Linked DNA regions of Mus musculus: regions 2, 3 and 4 are each linked to region 1. The links are chromatin contacts, called in public HiChIP or PLAC-seq and promoter capture Hi-C maps. All regions are on one chromosome and are shown on one strand. The core of a region is the stretch at or near the end of the contact, and the rest is flanking DNA. Distances in the headings are between cores, read along the strand shown. Region 1 holds the start of G2e3 (G2/M-phase specific E3 ubiquitin ligase). Region 2 overlaps Hectd1 (HECT domain E3 ubiquitin protein ligase 1). Region 3 overlaps Ap4s1 (adaptor-related protein complex AP-4, sigma 1). Region 4 overlaps Strn3 (striatin, calmodulin binding protein 3).

Region 1 (4,552 bases), core at 980-3,479:
TCTATCCAATAAATACTATAGAAAAAACTGACTTTTTGTTTGGGAGGAAAAAATAAACACCGACTTCCATACAGAAAAACTACACCAAAAACATTAACGCTCTAAGAGAAAAACTAGTTTTGATCCTGACAAAGGAAGAATTTTCCAAGTTAAGAAAATGGAAAGATGTGCAATGAAAAAACATTTGCTGAATGTATCTGACAAAGGATTTACATTTGGGATGCATAAAGAAAGAACATAACTCAGAGCTGGGCATGGTAGCGCACACACTTAATCCCAGCACTTGGGAGGCTACAGAGTGCTCGTATACATTAAATAAATAATAATTATAATTAAAAAAAAAAGACATTGTGCCGGGTGGTGGTGGCGCACGCCTTTAATCCCAGCACTCGGGAGGCAGAGGCAGGCGGATTTCTGAGTTCGAGGCCAGCCTGGTCTACAGCGTGAGTTCCAGGACAGCCAGGGCTACACAGTGAAACCCTGTCTCGAAAAACTGAAAAGAAAAAAAGAAAAAAGGGGGAAAAAAAAGGAAATGCATGCTATAGTTACATCATGGTTAGTAGCTATATTTTTGGCATCTTGTTCTCATACATGTAATAGTTCCTAGAATTCCCACAATAATCACACAAGGAAGTCTTTATCCCCATTACCTAAGAGACTTTAATCAGAGAGGCTAAACAGCTTCCCTAGTCAAGGTCACACAGCTATGAGGTCCTAGGGATGGGAATTCTAAGCAAGAAGTCTGGTTCTAGTTGTATGTCTTTAACTAATATATTACCAGGTTGTTCTAGGAAGTCCATGTTTTGAAACCTCTGGTAGACTAGTCTAACTTTTCAGTTAAAAGGCATTATCCAAGTCCATCCTCTAGAAAGTTAAAATCTCTGATGTTTGAGTACAGGCCATCAGCTTGGGAGCCCTTATAGGAAGGAGTATGCATACAATGAAGTGTGACATTTACTGATGTGGGTAAACAACAACAAAACACAACCAACCAAACAAACAAACAAAAGGCACATTAGGATACAGAAAATCTACAACAGGTTACTTGCTGGTACCATTTAGGAAGCTAGCAGATCTGACTGCACTGTTTGAGAAAGGCCAGCCAATAGCTTTGTGGCAGACTCATTGAAAACACTTTCAATGATCTTCCTTTTTAATTTTTTTCCTACTTGAATATCGAAAACAGCATTCATTAGCAGGCATGAAAGAGGATGAAGAAATGGTCTTACTTCGGATGTTACTAAGTACCACTTTAAAATGTTTAAGCATTTTTAACGACACCGTCACCCAGTTGGTAAAACCTTAAAAGGATGTTACCTTTTTTCTACAAAACACACAAGCAACCTGTCAGTTTTTAATAAGGCAAAGTATATAACTTGTTTCAAAAGAAAGTTTATGTTTACCGTGTACATCTCAGCTATTCAAAAAAGTGTGGCTTTTTGTCGGGGTTTGTGAGAGTCCAGTTCATCATAAAAGATGAACAACAAAAACAACAAAAAAACAAACAAGCAAAAACGCCCGAAGAAAACTCAATTCCTGAGGCACTGAGTCCCTCTAAAATAACTCGATAATAACAATCACCAAATGAATGAAGAGGGTGAAAAGCGGGGACGGGACGGAACGGGTGGGGGTTGGGGGTGACACTAGACCCTATCCCCATTGTTAGCAAACTTAACATCTGTGAGCCACCGCTGCTACTGTAGCCAGTTTAAATGAGCAATAGGGCTCGGATTTTTGCGGTACACAAGAAGTGTCAAGGTGTGAAAGAAAAATACCCCGGTTTTAAACACAAAGGATACTCGGATTTCAGCTTAAATCCCCTCGAGGCATTTCAAGGCTGTCATTTCTCTGCGGTGAGGGACCGGTCTCAAGAGCAACTGGGAGCCACAACGGGCACCCCTCCGTGAAGCCCTCCCCCCTTCCCTCTTTAATTAATAAAGAGCAGCTCGGGGCTCGACAGCGGCAGGGCGCGGACGTCCAGCGCGTGGAGAAGCCCCCTACCGCTCACACCTACCCGGCCGCCCGTGACACCTCCGTCTGTCCCCGGGCACGTCTTCACCAGGCGCGGGGCACAAGTCCCAGGCTCGCCGCGTTACCGCTCACGTCGACCGCAGCGCTGCCGTACGCCCAACCCGCTCAGCCCCATCCAACGGCTCGCACAATTCAAATTCGTCGTCCACTTCCGTTTGCGACCCGGAACCCACGGCTGCTCGGCCCCTCCCCGGGGAAGTGGACGCAGGGAGGCTGCGTCTGCGCCTTGGCTTTCGGGGTGGGGGTGGGAATGAAGTTCGGGCGTGCGCGCAGGGGTGGCTGCGCGGACCCGGCCAGGAAAACAACTCCCGGTCCTGCACGTCCGCGGAGGCGTGCGGAGCGCACCAGTCACCCCCCAACAGGCCACACGCTGGGAGGAGGCTTGCCCATGCTAATGAGAAGGCGCGCGAAGGCGAATTCTCCCGGCCCTCTCCCGCAAGGAATTCTTTTGCATCACACTTCCCTATTGTCCTAAAAGTTCCTCGCTTGGCTCTGGGAGGTCGGTTTTCTTCAGCGAGGGCCAGAATGAAAATTTTAATCCCAGAGATGTCTGGAGTTTCTGAAAGGATTACATTTGAGGGGGTTTAAGAGACTTCCACAAGCATTTAGATCTTTTAGGCAGATATCTGAAAGATCAGAACTGTAAGCATTAGAGCTAGGATTAATAGCGGGTCAACTAACACCTGATAGAACGGATTCGCACTTGATTTATCCTAGCGGCGCTTCCTCAGCGCCTTTCAAAACACAACTTGAAAGATTTGCTGGATTTCTAGAATCTAGATACCTAACACGAAGGTAGATTGTAATTTTTAACCGATGTAACGTTTTTTAACAGTGGGAAATGATGTTTAACAATAAAGTATGACTCCTCAGCTATTGGATTTTGTATGCTGATACTGAAAGCGTTCAAAGATAAGATTTTGAAATACTAAGAAGCCAACTTTAGAAGGACTATGTAATGCCCTTCTCTTGAAGTATGTATGTGTGTGCCTGTGGCAATACAAAGTTTCAGGATGGGAGAGCAAACTGTACTAATTAATCAAATCTGGCAGTGTGATTGGTAAATAGGGAGGGCAAAAGGGGGAGGAATTTTTTTTAACGTTATAAACAGCTGAATATTCAGATTAAGACTATTTGATACTGCCAAATTTGTGTTAGGAATGGAATATATTCTAAATACAGAAACAGGCAGGGTAAATGAATGTGTGAATGTATCTTAGTTGGCTAGGTTGTTTACATTCGTTCAACAGTAATTGAAGGTCTGGAGACAAGGACCAGCAGCAAAGAGCAGTGGCTGCGTTTCCATTGGTCCTGGATTCAATTACAGCACCCACATGATGGTTCACAACCTGGAACTTGAGTTTCAGGGAATCCGGTCTCCTCAGGTACTGAGCACACAAGATGTGCATACACGCAGGCAAAATACCCGAACACATAAAATAAAATAAAAACAAAAATTAAGAATGATGTAGTCGCAGGGCAGTGGTGGCACATGCCTTTAATCCCAGCGCTTGGGAGGCAGAGGCAGGCGGATTTCTGAGTTCGAGGCCAGCCTGGTCTACAGAGTGAGTTCCAGTACAGCCAGGGCTATACAGAGAAACCGTGTCTCGAAAAAGCAAAACAAACAGGAAAAGAGAATGATATAGCCACATATTTTGCCCTTCTTTTGTTTTACTACTTAATTTTCCACATTAATATTATGTACCTGTTAAATATATATTGAAGGCAGAAACTAAATAAATGTTCCTATGTATTTTACAATCCGTTGCACTTTCTCTCCAGTAAGTTTTATCTTTCTCGGGAACTGAAAGTCTCAAGCTGACCTTCAAAAAAAGTTAAATATTCTGGGGTAGGCAGTGTAGTTCAGTTGATATAGTCAAGAGGTCTTGATTGGTTCATTGTCTCTTCCTGTTAAAGAATTGAAAGGCAGGAAAAATCCTGAGTATAACTGTCAGCATCACAAAAATCTCAATACCAGAGGCAGCATCAGCTACAGAAGGCAGTTCCTGGGATTGAGTAAACACACACAGTCCTACAGCAGACACATGGGGGGGGGGGGGGTTAATTAGCCCACAACTGTGGTGTAACCGGTCCTGATCTTGCCTTGAACCAGTTCTGCCAGTCTCTCAGCAGGGGGCCTGCGGAGAGGAGGCAGGAAGCCTACAGGGCCTTTGTTTTAAATTGCTGGGTTCTTTCCTCAAATCAAGATGGCGAGGAAGAAGCCCGCTGTTTTGAAATTTCCCACCTTTATATTCCCTTCCCTTGGCCTGCTCCTTACCTGTCTGCCAACCAGGGTGTCTAACTCCTAGTTTCTCATCGTGATAGAGCATTTTTCTAGTGCTTAATCTGTGGCACCATCAAAAAACAAACAAACAAAAACAAAAATCCACCCCACCCACAGAAATCCAAAATGTACAGTGTATTCACATTTCTTTGAGAATACTCCTTGTATTAGTCAGGGTTCTCTAGACTTACAGAATTTATAGAATGAATCTATATAAAAAGGTGATTTATTAGATTG
Region 2 (4,552 bases), core at 1,384-3,883, 460 kb before region 1:
CTGTTCCTGTAATGTCAACATTTGGGAGGCTAAGACAGGAAGATCTTGAATTCAAGGCCAGCTTGTTAGACCTTGTCTCCAAAAAACCAAAACAAAACGAGAAAACAGAGTTGGAGGACTATTTCTCCATTTAGTGTAGAGCTGCTGCAGTCAAGAAAGTAATGTTGATGGCAGTAAGACAAACAAGTAGATCATTGGGACAGAAAACAGTTCAGAGACAGACTCATGCATGCATGAGTAACTCTTTAATTTTCCTGGAACAGAGTGTTTATGTACCGCTGGGTAGCCTGGAATTTGCTATAGCTAAGGATAACTTTGAATTCCTGATCTTCCTCTCTCTACCTCTGACCGCTGGGACTAAAGGGTGCTGCCACTGCATTAGCTCTGGAGAACTTATTTCTGACAAATGAACCAAAGACAGTTGAGTGGGAAAAGGATAATCACACGTATATACCCACCCCACTCACCCGGTATTGAGAATGAAACCCAGGGCCTTGCACATAGTCAGCACTCCATCACTGAGGCGCACCACCAGCCTAAGGTTTTTTCCCATGGGACTGAGACATTACGCTGGGTGGTGGTATGTGTTTAATCCCAGCACTCAAGAGGCAGAAGATCTCTGTGAGTTCAAGGCCAGCCTGATTCTGGGACAGGGTTACATAGAGAAATCCTGTCTCAACAAACAAACAAACAAAAGTAAATAAAATTCACATCATACAATATATAAAAATAAATGCAAAATTATAGACATAAATATATTAACACAAAAGCACTAAGACTAAAAGAACAGGTAAGATAACTTTGTGCTGTTGGGTTAATCAGCAACTATTACAGGTAACTAACAAGCACAGCCCATAAAAGAGTAAATTCACATGTCTGAATGTTTCACTATTAACTGAGTTTCTTTTAAAAGATTTTGTTTTGTTTTGTTTTTTTGAGACAAGGTTTCTCTGTATAGCCCTGGCTGTCTTGGAACTCACTCTGTAGACCAGGCTGGCCTAGAACTCAAGAGATCCTCCTGCCTCTGCCTTCTGGATGCTTTGTGGGATCAAAGGCGTGCGCCACTGCCTGGCTTACTGTTTCTTTTCTTTCTTTTATTTTTATTTATTTTTATTTTAAAAAAGATTTATTTTTATTTATATGAATACACTGTAGCTGTCTTCAGACACACCAGAAGAGAGCATTAGATCCCATTACAGATAGTTGTGAGCCACTATGTGGTTTGCTGGGAATTGAACTCAGGACCTCTGAAAGAGCAGTCAGTGCTCTTAACTGCTGAGCCGTCTCTCCAGCTCCCCTGGCTCACTTTTTCAAGTGTGTGTGTGTGTGTGTGTGTGTGTGTGTGTGTGTTTCTTTCCTTCTATGTTGGGGCCCAAGGACTGACCTCAGATCATCAGGCTTGCTGGCGTTTACCTGGTGAGCCATTTCACATTCCCATTTTAGTTTTATTTATTTTATATGTGCATGTACATATGTGCACCATGTGTGTTCCTGGCACCCAGGGAGGCCTGAAGAGGGTACCAGATCATCTCTGGAAACAGGAATTACAGATGGTTTTGAATTGCCATGTGGGTGCTGGGAATTGAACATAGGAATTGAACCTTGAGCTTCAAATGCTCTTAACATCTGCCTAGCCTCTCAGGGATTCCTTTGTTGTTCTTTTCTCTCTTCCCCCATCTTTTAACTCTTCAGCTCCCAGGAGCTCTTTTGGTTTTTTGGTTTTTTTCGAGACTGGGTTTCTCTGTATAAGACTCTGTATGAGACTCTTGGCTGTCCTGGAACTCACTCTGTAGACCAGGCTGGCCTCGAACTCAGAAATCTGCCTGCCTCTGCCTCCCAAGTGTTGGGATTAAAGGCGTGCACTACCACCACTTGGCACCCCAGGAGCTCTTTTAATTAGTCTTAGAAAGCTAACTCTGAGGGGGTTTTTTGCCATGTTTTGCCCCACTCTATTCCATTATCTTGGCTAGTATTGGCTCTGTTCTTATACTTGGACTACCCTCAGGATGAAAGTGGTGAGAAAATGGGTGTGGGGAGGTAACAAGAACACCTGATAACAGGATTTTTCTCAGGCTCTTGATCACAGGAGCCTTGTTCTGAGGTCCCAGGGGTTTTGAAACACATGCTGGAGCCAGCTCTGGGGCCAGTTTAGGAGGGAAAGCCTCCGAGGAATCGCCCCACATTTCCCCTTTCTTCTCAGTTTCTGTTGTGTGCTTCTGCCACACAGTTTTGGTATGTGGCTTTGCTACGGTTTGTTAGTTCTCTATAGCTATGACAAAATTCTTGAGAACAACTTAAAAGGAAAGATTCCTTTCAGTTTATGGTTCTAAGTGTTTCAGTATGTATTCATTTGGCTTTGGGGTGTGTGGTCGGGATTCTGGAGTGGAGCAAAAGTATTCACCATGTCTAGAAGCTAGAAAGAAAGGACTGGAGCCCTTATATCCTGCTATTGCCTGCCAGGGATGACCTAGCTTTCTCTACTAAGCCTTACTTCCCAGAGACTACTTAGTACTGACACAGCTCTGCAGTCTGCTTTGAACACTTGAATGTCTGAGGGACATTCAGCTCTAAGCTATAGGTGTGAGAGAAGAGAAAGGGGAGGAAGAGATGGCTCAGTGGTTAGGAATGTGTGCTGCTCTTGCAAGGAACAGAGTTTGGTTTTGACTCAGTTCCCAGTTCCCACACTGGGTGACTCAATACTATGTGTAAATCTAGCCCGATGGCATATATACACACTAAATTATTTTTAAAGAAAGAAAAGAAAGGTTGAAGTCTACCTTGTGTGTTACTATTTATGTTCTGACCTCTATTCTAGTCTGTCTGCTGTTGGATACTGTTTCAGAGTCTTTGAGTAGGTAATTTTTGTGGATATGAAGGCTCTAATAAGTTCACACTGTTGATAGCCACCAACATTTAAATTAATTTTTTGTGACTGATAGGTACTCTTTGACTTAAGATGGGGTTGTAGCTCAGTAAATCTCTTCTTAGTTGAAAATAACATCAGATATAAATACATTTAACACATCTAAACTTACTGGAAATAATAGTTCAGCAAAGAGATTGTTGGGAATGTGAATTTTTTGATGTTGAACAAATAAACAGGTGAACAGATTGAAAGTCACTCAGCAAGGCAATCTATTTGCAAAAAGGGTATGCTAAACCCATACCAGCTAGCAAGTATGTGTGGCCAAAAAGTTTTTATTCCTAACTTAGGTGACAATTGTCTCATTCTATTGGTGGCAGCTTACTTTGCATTATGATGTAATTGGTAAATTGTCCCAAAAGCAGATCCCAGGTTGGGCTAACTACCTTTGCTAGAAAGGATCCCCTGTATGGTGTGGGTTGTTTACTCTCATGATCTTGTGGCTGCCTGGGAGCTAATGTGGCAGGCTGCCTCTGCAGATCATGAGAGGATATTTGTAGCCCAGGAAAAGGTCAGCATTCAAACTTGCATTAGGCTTTCTTCTGAATATGTATTGCTTTCATACCATTGTGGTCACAGTGTTTTGTTTCTTGAGACAGTACAGTGTGGGCCAAGATTGTCTCAAACTCTGATTCTTCTGCCTCTACTTCCTGAGTGCTGGGATTACAGGTGTGTGTCTCCATTCGAGGTTTAAGTTTAAAACTTGAATATTTAGTTTCTGTTCATTTCTCTATTAAAAACCTTCATGCAAATGGAGGCCCAATGTTGATGTTGCCAATCTTCCTCAGTGGCTCTTCTCCCCCATTCTTTAAGGCAGGATCTCCCAATCAAAACCAAAGTCCGCCTATTAGGCTAGTCTTTAGAGCTAGCTAGCTTCAGGGATCCAGTCTCCATCCATGGCTGGGATCACAGGCTAGCCTTCATAGTCGCCAGTATTTATGTGGGTTTTGATGATCCAAACTCCAACATGTCAAGCTTAACTGCCGAACCACCTCCTCAGCTCTCCACAGTCCACTTTAAATAGTCTTTTGAGACAGGGTCTCTTACTAGCCACAACCTCACATGAAACCTTCTTGTTCTAGCCATTCGAATGCTGCATTTTAGGTATGAGCCTCTGGAGACCCAGTTTAGCTCCCACTATCTTTAGTATATTTATATGATCAGTTCTCATGCGTGGTTGCCCTCTTCCTCTTGTGTCCCTCAGGTACCCTGTACCAAATAGCCTCCTCCCCTCCATGGATATCCTTCTCAGCATTAGTGCTAGGCACATTTTTATATGGATGTCTAAGGGTTGAAGTGGTCCTGTGTTAGAGTTTTAAAAGAATGGAGAGAAGCAAAAAGACTGATAGGGTTCAACGGATTCCTTGGATGTGTAGTTTTGGGGAATGGGAGGAAACGAGGATGATTCTCTGGTTTAGGTTTTCTGATTGACATTAATTAACTGTGAGGAAAATTTAGGCCTATAGAGACATAAAGCAGGTACTGTGTCTTAGATGTACTTACATAATATATCAGTGCTAATTCTAGTGGGAGACACTGATAGGGAGTTGGTCTGAGGTAGAGATAGGCAATTTCTTAGCACTTTCAAAGAGACCTTGTTTAGATAGATAATTCAGCCTGAGCTTTATG
Region 3 (4,552 bases), core at 1,441-3,940, 390 kb before region 1:
TTCCGACAGCTTGTCAAGAATCAGCAGAGGGGCAAGAATTCTGGCTCTGTTAGTTTCCACAATGCAGCCATTTAACACCATCTCATCCAAAATGATGTGAACTTTATCCAAATTAAACATTATCTGGGTCACATTAAGGAAATTAGCTGGAGAATTTAATAAATAAAAATAATAACAAGGCTTAGCCTGATACTCTCCTGGTATAGGTAAACCTAAACCTGCTTTTGTTTTTCAAATCCTTAGTAGACAGACAGGACCTCTATATACATGTCCATACCTATGTTCACTCTGGCTAGGAAAGTGGGATAAGTAGATATTGAGACAGCCATTTAAACTATGTGTGTGTGTGTGTGTGTGTGTGTGTGTGTGTGTGTGCGCGCGAGTATACAAGCACTAGCGTATGAGTGTATGTATTTGTGCTAAGGATGGAACTCAGCACCTTGCACGTTAGGCACCACTCCAGCACTGAGCTGCCTCCCAATGCAGAACGGCAGGCGTGGGGTACAATGTAAGTGCCAGCGCACACGCAAGTGACAATCCAGCCTCGGTAACAGCAGCACTGCTGTGGGACGCTCAGGGTCCCGGCATTGTGATGAGTGCCTTAATACGTATTTCATTCTACTCAGAAGCAAACAGTCCAGAGTCTGGCCAAGGTCACAGGGCAGGAACAAGGCAGAGCCGGCTGGGCTAACAGCTCTGTTCTCCAGGCTCCTCTCCACCTATCCACAACATTCTTGGACCGCAGCATCAGCTGTCTTCTCTGCCAGGCAGAAGGAAAATAGTCGAGAGAGAAAAGAATACAGAAGCTGAGGCTAAACTCCTCCAAGACCCAAGCTCTGAGTTTCACAAGTAGACTCTCTTTTTGTTTGTTTCTTTGGTTGGTTGGTTGAGGTTTTGTTTGTTTGTTTGTTTTTTGTTTTGTTTTGTTTTTCCTTTTTTTTGTTAAGATTTATTTATTTTATATATAGGAGTACACTGTAGCTGTCTTCAGTCATACCAGAAGAGGGCATCAGATCCTATTACAGGTGGTTGTGAGCCACCATATAGTTGCTGGGATTTGAACTCAGAACCTTCAGAAGAGCAGTCAGTGCTCTTACCCACTGAGCCATCTCTCCAGCCCTGGTTGGTTGGGTTTTTTGTTTGTTTGTTTTGAGACACGGTTTCTCTGTATAGCCCTGGCTGTCCTGGAACACACTCCATAGACCAGGCTGGCCTCGAACTCAGAAATCCGCCTGCCTCTGCCTCACGAGTGCTGGGATTTAAGGCGTGCGCCACCATGCCCGGCTGTGGAATCTCTTTCAGATTCTGAAACCTTAACTTGGTGAAGCTCTTCCGGGAAAGCTAGAGGAAGAAGAGGGCACTGGCAGTGAGGAACTAGAAAACTAGACTCCCTGAGAATCCTTTCATCTGAGCATCTAATTATGGAGCAAGATGGTTGCCATGGTTGGATGTTTCTTAATTTTACATTTGAAACCTGAGATTCTGTTTTTAAAGAGCTGTTTGAAAAAAAAGAAACAACTGCTTCAAAGGAAAAACTTCATTGGACAAATTGGTGATTAGAAACACCAGTGAGTTTATAATTAGTGAATATTTGCCAAACAAATCATTGCCTGACATTGTTCAATTCCTGATATTCAAAGTCTCTATTGTACTTGTTCAGTGAAGTCTGAATACAGAGAATGGGACAGCCTGTGAATGACTTCAGTTTCCATTAGACTCTGTTAACATCTCATTAAGTTCTGTGCAAATAGCCCTCTAGCAGAATAAACTTTTTCAGGAGCCGATGGGAACTGTCCCTAAGTGACCCAGAAAAAAAAAAAAAAACCTTTGCTCTGATATACCTATTAATAATATCTTCCAATTATATAGATGATTGCTTTGTCCTAGGCCAAAGTAGGACTGGAATGAAGTTAGGTTCAGCTCTGTTCATCAGAACCAGTGGCCAGAGTTTCTAAGCTACAAAATGGGAACCCAGTCAGGCAAATTGAGCTGAAGCTGGGCTTGGGTGCAGCTCAGTGGGCAGTGCTTGCCTGGCTAGCGCTTGTGACACCCTGGGTTTGATCCCAGCGCCCTCTAAACTAGGAGCAGGAATGCACACCTGTAATCTCCACTCTGGGGAGGTGAGGACAGGAAGGATCACAAGTTCAAGGTCATTTTCCACCTCAAAGCAAGCTAGAGGCCTGCCTGGGATAGACAGCAGCAGCCTGTCTCAAAAAATAAAAAGAAGGTAAGCAGCTCGGGTGGCTGAATGAAACAGGCCCTTGGGCTCTGTAGGCATGGAGAGCAGTGGGCTTTAATGGCTTATTTTCCTGGTCTCTGTATCAGGAAATCCCATTTTATCTGTTTAAATTGTCTCACTGATCAAACTCCTACATCTTCAGCAAAACAAACAGCCGTTGTTTGGATGTCTCCTTGAACAACTGCGGAGTGTTCTGAAACTCGAATCAGACTTTATTGCTGAAGCATATCAGCCACTGGCACCCCCACATTGCAAGGACAAGGTCCTGTGGCGAGCCTGTCTTTCCCAGCCTCCTGGAAACACGAGTGAGCCAGTGAGGTCATGTCTTGTGAGCTCACAACTGCCTGGCTATCTGGCTGGAGTCCTAACGAGCAAACCCAGACCGGATCTCAATGCAAAGCAAAGGCCTGACATCTGACGGCTCCCTGCAGTCACATGCCTCCTTTAAAATAGGAATCCAGCTGTTGTTCATATCTTGATTTGGATTATGAGCAACTTGTACACACTGGTGGAGCCAAGATTAGTAGTGTTTGGGCCATATGCCAGGGACCAAAAATGTATCCTATATGCCAAGCCTATATATCAAGGCAATAGACACAGGCAAATAGTTCAGCTCTGGCATTTGGAACAGGAGGAAGCAAGAATGAACTGGACTGTGGTCCATTAATTCAAGCAACCAGGGAAAGAACTTCCTTCAGCCTGGGTTGAACATGACTGACCCTGAAGACCACATACAACTTTACTAAATCCCAGGTTTCTCAACATGGAAACCCAAGAACATGGATTTCTAAGGAAGGCAAACTGTAACAGAACACTAGATGTGACCTACACACAGAGCTGATCTCCTGCTCCTAAAACATCGGCTTCTTCTATGTTTTATTTTCCTGATTAGGATCTTAGGTGGCCTCACTTGCCTTGAGCTTGCTATGGTAGTTGGAGATGGCCTTGACCTCCTGACCCTTCTGCCTCTGCCTTCCCACATACTCAGTCCTACAGGATTGTTAAATAAGAATATGGTGTGTTAATCGTCTTTAGTAAGTGAAAGAATGGAACAAAACAGGTCAAATGGAATTTCAGAACAACTGCAAGGCACAGCCCAGCCTAGACACCAAAATCACTTCTTCTAGGGAGATGGAGAGATGGCTCAACAGTTAAGAACACCACATAGCAGTTCACAAACATCTGTAACTCTAGAGCCAGGAGATGTGAAACCCTCTTCTGAACTCCTTTGGGTGTTAGGGACAGATGTGACACACAGAAATACATACAAACAAAACACCCAAATGCATCAAATCTAAAAAAAAAAAAAAATTTAAAGTATGAATATAAGCTGTGGGTTTGTCTGTGTTTCTTACTAGCTTGCTTTCCTGGGGTTGACGCAGAGCCTTAGGAATGCTAGGCTAGTGCTCACCCAGTGGACCACGCCCAGCTCAGCACCGGGGGAGACGAGCCCTAACTCCTGCTGCTTCGTGAAACTTGTTACTACTTTTGACTAACATAACCAAGACGCAAGGGACAACGTGAGTAGGACGAGACAGAGAGAGGGCTTTGGAAGAGATAGTAGCAGAAGGAGTGGTACCTTGGATGTCAGAGAACACATGCAAAGCTAAGAGCTGGGGGTGGTGCGTCACAGTCAGCACTCGGGAGGATGCTGTGAGGCGCTTATTCCACATAGGGCGACTGAGGTGCTCAGTCTCAGGGGGACGGTTTGCTCAGTGGACACCACTGCACCAAGGGGACTGGAGTGAGGGTTTCAACAAGCCAGAACTCCTGAATTGATTTCTCGTGTTTGGGACATTCCTGTTTAAATCCCATCTGTCTGGTTTTGTAAGTCTCAGCTGGAAGCAGAACAGTAGTGTGCGCTGAGGAGAAATGTAAATATTTCTCAACTATTTCTCAAAGCCCAGCGCAGGGAACCTCAGCCTTAAATGGCACAGGGAAGAAAGGGGCTTCCTGGGCTCTGACACCCCTTCTCTGTTACCACACTCAGACTCACCCTCACTCTGCCAGCTCTGTGTGAGCAGAACAGGAAAAGCCCCTCAAAGACTGATGGCGCTGAGTGCTGTGAGAACCAGGTTTCAAATGTGGTAACCACTTGAGTTCAAACTTTGAGGCTGAAGAGAGCATCCTAGGGGCAGCCGCTGCTCCAGCAGCTTCTTTGGCACTGAAGAGTGGGCTTCAGGAGCGTTGCCCTCCCCATGGAGAGCAGGAACTAGAGCGGAGCCTCCCTAAATTGCCTCAGGATTCTCTGGGGTGACGTGCTAAAGAGAACCAATCATGTGTGAGTCCTGAGATTTGGATCTGCTGTGGTTT
Region 4 (4,552 bases), core at 696-3,195, 290 kb before region 1:
TGCCTCCCCCATCATAAGTATTTACTTAAATATTACTGAAAACACACAAGAAAAATACTACCAAGTATAGAGCAGTATGTGTTTTAACTTCTCTGTGCTTATCACTGTTTTACCATGAAAAAAAAAATAGCTCAAGTCAAAACTTCAGTGGAATATGAATTTGCTTATTTGTGTTATTTTTACTGGAAAAAAGGTAACAAAATGTTGAACGGTTATGAAGGGATGGACACAGGTGGTGTTCTTTGAATGCTTTGTGTGAATAATCTGAGACATTGTATTTGGAAACTCTATGTATATGTTGGACTAGAATACCTTTCTGCCATAGTACAGTTACCCTGTGCATGCAGAACTATTATGACAGGGATGCATGACTGATTTCATCAGTGAAGTGGCACTGACTTTTACAGCTTGCACTTTATTAATTTGCATGCAATTCATTCATTTGCTTATATGATGCTGGCTGAATAGTTTTTTTAACATTTTTATAAAGATGCAGTGGTCTATTTTTTAATATTATATTTTTAATGTTAGTCCATTTGTGAAATACTCAAATTTGCCATATATAAAAATGAAGTTTTGTTTACCTGTTGATGATATTAAATACTTAGGAACTTAAGAACATTTACATTGTGAATACCAAACTTGAGACTGCACCTTTAAAGTGTTTTGAGTATATGCTATTATAACATCTTTATTATGATGATGTAAAGCCTTTAACAGTTTACTGCCAACAGCTTGCATTGCCAACTGCTGATTTCTTTTCTTTTAATAATATGCTGCATGTAGATAAAGATGACCTCTCCCCAACTGCTGAGGTTTGGGATGTAGACCAGGGGCTAATAAGTAAACTGAAGGAACAGTACAAGAAGGAGCGAAAGGGGAAGAAAGGGGTGAAGAGTAAGTGCAGTTATCACTATTACCATTTTCCTATGCTGTGTTGAACAAAAGGGCTTTTTTTTTTTGGATGCAATTTACTTTTTATGTTATAAAGGGAGCAACTAACTTTAAACTTTGTCTGTTGTGTAATTGAAATATAAGGTCTATAATTGGTCAAATAGAAAATCACTTCAAATATGTAAAGTAAAGGTAAAAAGATTTTCAAAAATTTAAAAGATTTATCAAATTAAAAGGAATATTGGCTTTGGAATTTAAAATAATAGAAATTTGTTCAGAAAGAATGACAATACAAATTCTTATAATTTCTACTTGAAGGTATTCCTTATTACCAGGATTTCTTAGTTTGAGAATCTTTAAGTAAGTGGGATAGGTAATCCTTTCCTAGGACTTTGCTTGTGGTCATAATCCAAGGACAATTAGCAACCACATTTTTTTTCTGGGTAATTACTTGACTACACCACTATAGTGACAGTGCTGCAAGTGGTGGTGATCATAAGGGTTATTTAGTCCATAACTGGTTCTTTTTGGGTGCCTGCATGCTTGTTCCTATGTGTGAAAGTATGACTGTAGAACCTCTCGGACAGGTAACCTTGTATTTTGTGCGTTATACCTGAGAGCACCCAAGGAAAATGCTCATTCCTGCCATACTAATGGAGAGACTTGAAGTTTTGTTTGAAACATTTTTATTGGCTGTTGACTTGTAGGCCAACTTTGTTGTTGTTGTTTTAAGTGTATCAAGTTAAGAGTACTTACACCTCTTGAAGAGGACCTGGCTTGAATTCCCACATGTACATGGTTGCTAACAACCAGCTACATAGTTCCAATCCCAGAGGATCTGGTGCCCATTATTGCTCAGTGGGTACTGCATTCTCATGTTGCACAAATACATACAGGCAAAACATCCATACACACAAACATAAATAAATCTTCGCAGGCAGAGAGACACATATCTTTAATTTTGGCACTCACAAGGCAAAGCAGAGGCAGTCGGGTCCTGAGTTGAAGGCCAGCCTTCTCTACCTGAGGATCTCCAGGCTAGCCGTGGTTGCTAGGAGACCTTATCTCAAACAAACAAACGAACAAAATCTAAAGAGTGTGTCAAGGACAAACGTGCAAAACAGACTGAGACAGAAATTCTTTCCTGTTCCTGTTTCTAGTGACAGATACATTACCTTATAAAATGGCAGGAATATCAGGAATAGTGTTTTCTTCAATAATGCCGTTTTTGAATCATTTAATTTATTGCGGAGTTAACTGGAGTTTTGAGAATCTCACCAATGAGTTTCCTCTCCTTCCCCTCCCTCCTTTCCTTCCCTCACTTCCTCTCTTCACTGGTGTTGGGGACTGAACCTAGAGCTTTATGCTTGCTAGGCAAGTGCTTTACCACTGAGCTAAATCCCCACCTTCTGACAGTTGTATAACTTTGTACTAGTTGTTGTTGCATGGGTATAAAAAGAAGTTCCAGACTGTTGTGAACTCCTTATTTGTAAAGCATTGTGTGCTGGACTGGAGCTCTGTTAGTTTTAACACCATTTACCCATAATGTATGCATGTTGAGTGTGAAAGTACTACTGCATGGGTAACTTCAGTTTAGATAAAAATCACATTTGAATTTTAGGATTTAAATTTTATTCTTTTTAAGAAATAAAATAACTGGGCAGTGGTGGCTTATGCCTTTAATCTCAGGGGAGGCAAAGACTGATGGATCTCTTGAGTTCAAGGCCAGCCTGGTCTACAGAGCTAACAGCCAGCCAGAACCATACAAAGAAACCCTGTTTCAAACAACAGTAAACCACCCTTCCCCCAAATTGAGTGAAGGAAAATAACTTATTTTAAAATAACTTCGGGTTATATTTTATATGCTGTGTACTGACCTAATCAGCTAAACATTTTAATGTTGCTTCTATATACACTATGAATAGATCTAGATCTTTTTGAGAGTTAGTAGAAATATATCTAGCATCTCAAGGTTTTTTGTTTTGTTTTGTTGCTTTCTTTGTTTGTTTGTTTTGAGACAGGATTTATATGTATAGCCCTGGCAAGTTCAATGCCAGCCTGGGCTATATAGGAGGTTGAAGACCAGCTATATTAGTGATACTTTTTGTTTTTGTTTATTTAAAGTTTATGAATATAAAGACAAAAAGAAAGTTTAACTGTTAACGCTGGTTAGAAATGAACTGCATTTAAATGAACTGCATTTAATATTTGCATGTAATACTATTTTCCTAAAACTCTGAAATACTTTTGTATATAAGCTTTTTGTATTTTATGTGTTTTAACAAAATATAAATTTTGTTATTGTTTGCATTTCTGTCTCTCTGTCTATCTAGACATGAAGTTGGGATTTTACAAAAGGTATTTTAACCATAGGTTTAATTTAAGCATGAGGATTAAGAGAAAGGGAGGTACTTAGAAGTACATTAGGACATACCCAAGAGTATGTGTTGTAGGCATCTCTTAAGAGAGTCTATTTGTTTGAAGGCAGGACCTCAATCTAGCCTAAGCTACCATTGAACTTGTATTCCTTGTCTCTCTTTCTCAATCTAGTGCTAAGATAATAGATGCGTTCTTCTGCATCCATCCAGAGTAAACCCTCTGGCTTCTGACCATGTTGAGTAGGAGCCTTAAGTTCTACACACGCAGATGATTTTCTCCTGGCTTACATCCTTAGCCTTAACCTTAGGTTCTCAAATCTAAACTTCCGTGCTCTTAGAATACTTCTGTGCATTTAACTTGGTCTTTGTTAAACTTTAAAATTGTTTCTGATTTTTAAATATTTATGCAGATATCAGCTATGTGTATCTGTGTAGGGGAGGACTTAAGAATTAGTTCTCGGGCTGGTGAGATGGCTCAGTGGGTAAGAGCACCTGACTGCTCTTCCGAAGGTCCAGAGTTCAAATCCCAGCAACCACGTGGTGGCTCACAACCATCCGTAATGAGATCTGACACATCTGGAGTGTCTGAAGACAGCTACAATGTACTTCCATATAATAAATAAATAAATCTTAAAAAAAAAAAAAAAAAGAATTAGGTCTCTAGCTGGGCGGTGGTGGCGCACGCCTTTAATCCCAGCACTCGGGTGGCAGAGGCAGGCAGATTTCTGAGTTTGAGGCCAGCCTAGTCCACAGAGTGAGTTCCAGGACAGCCAGGGCTACACAGAATAACCCTGTCTCGAAAAACCAAAAACAAACCAAAACAAAACAAAAAAGAATTAGGTTTCTAAAGAAATGATTAGAAATTATTTACTTTCCACATTTCCTTCATGAAATTATTTATAAATTAAAAATTGGTGAATTCAGAGTTCAGTATGAAAATTTTAACTAAATTGTTGTGTAGATTTAATTTAGGGAAAAATGGTAGTATCCTAGCTAAATAAAGGATGCTTCAAGACCACCAGTAAATAACCCAATACCTTGAATAGCACCAAACCCTGTATATTGCAAGTATATCTTTTTTTAAAATACACACCTATATAAACACTTTTGTTGGTCAGCTTTTTATTGCAGTGACAAAATAAATCAAATAAGCAATTGGAGGAAAGAGGTTAGAGGTATATATCTGAGAGTGGAGGGAAAGTGAGAAAAATATTTTTTTTATTTTTAAAATCTCAGTTTCATCCGTGTGGTGGTATCGTACACCTTTAGTCTTAGTACCT

Evidence for each region. Promoter capture Hi-C pulls out the DNA fragments that hold promoters and counts their contacts. HiChIP or PLAC-seq counts read pairs in DNA pulled down with a chosen protein or histone mark.
Region 2: a promoter capture Hi-C map of pre-B cells shows a contact between it and region 1. The contact joins the enhancer-like site here to the promoter of G2e3 in region 1. A contact is called at or near these places in 1 of 39 promoter capture datasets (pre-B cells) and 1 of 115 datasets of contacts at active chromatin or transcription factors (epiblast stem cells).
Region 3: an H3K27ac HiChIP or PLAC-seq map of embryonic stem cells shows a contact between it and region 1, with 7 times the contacts expected there. The contact joins the enhancer-like site here to the promoter of G2e3 in region 1. A contact is called at or near these places in 11 of 39 promoter capture datasets (the C10 cell line, the HPC-7 cell line, cranial neural crest and 7 more), 1 of 484 Hi-C or Micro-C datasets (Th2 cells), 2 of 115 datasets of contacts at active chromatin or transcription factors (embryonic stem cells and pancreatic cancer cells) and 1 of 9 other capture datasets (liver).
Region 4: a contact with region 1 is called in an H3K27ac HiChIP or PLAC-seq map of epiblast stem cells. The contact joins the enhancer-like site here to the promoter of G2e3 in region 1. A contact is called at or near these places in 3 of 39 promoter capture datasets (the C10 cell line and the HPC-7 cell line), 2 of 115 datasets of contacts at active chromatin or transcription factors (epiblast stem cells and extraembryonic endoderm stem cells) and 1 of 9 other capture datasets (liver).

What each region holds. Positions count from the first base shown.
Region 1 is chr12:51,345,907-51,350,458 of GRCm38.p6, reverse strand. It overlaps G2e3 (G2/M-phase specific E3 ubiquitin ligase), which reads right to left and starts at 2,229. Exons shown (of 15, transcript NM_001015099.2): 1 at 2,015-2,229.
Region 2 is chr12:51,809,597-51,814,148 of GRCm38.p6, reverse strand. The region is part of intron 2 of Hectd1 (HECT domain E3 ubiquitin protein ligase 1); the gene reads left to right. Among named protein-coding and RNA genes, the nearest start is that of Gm5785, 16 kb to the left of the region's middle. Within about 2 kb of position 2,633, at least 99 of the 459 cell types and tissues checked have an H3K27ac peak or open chromatin away from gene starts, as enhancers often do. A contact at or near this core is called in pre-B cells, where this site is marked.
Region 3 is chr12:51,734,124-51,738,675 of GRCm38.p6, reverse strand. Ap4s1 (adaptor-related protein complex AP-4, sigma 1) reads right to left here. Exons shown (of 6, transcript NM_021710.4): 6 at 1-123. Among named protein-coding and RNA genes, the nearest start is that of Strn3, 44 kb to the right of the region's middle. Within about 2 kb of position 2,690, at least 107 of the 459 cell types and tissues checked have an H3K27ac peak or open chromatin away from gene starts, as enhancers often do. A contact at or near this core is called in embryonic stem cells and pancreatic cancer cells, where this site is marked.
Region 4 is chr12:51,639,449-51,644,000 of GRCm38.p6, reverse strand. Strn3 (striatin, calmodulin binding protein 3) reads left to right here. Exons shown (of 18, transcript NM_052973.2): 8 at 787-897. Among named protein-coding and RNA genes, the nearest start is that of Coch, 48 kb to the right of the region's middle. Within about 2 kb of position 1,945, at least 42 of the 459 cell types and tissues checked have an H3K27ac peak or open chromatin away from gene starts, as enhancers often do. A contact at or near this core is called in epiblast stem cells and extraembryonic endoderm stem cells, where this site is marked.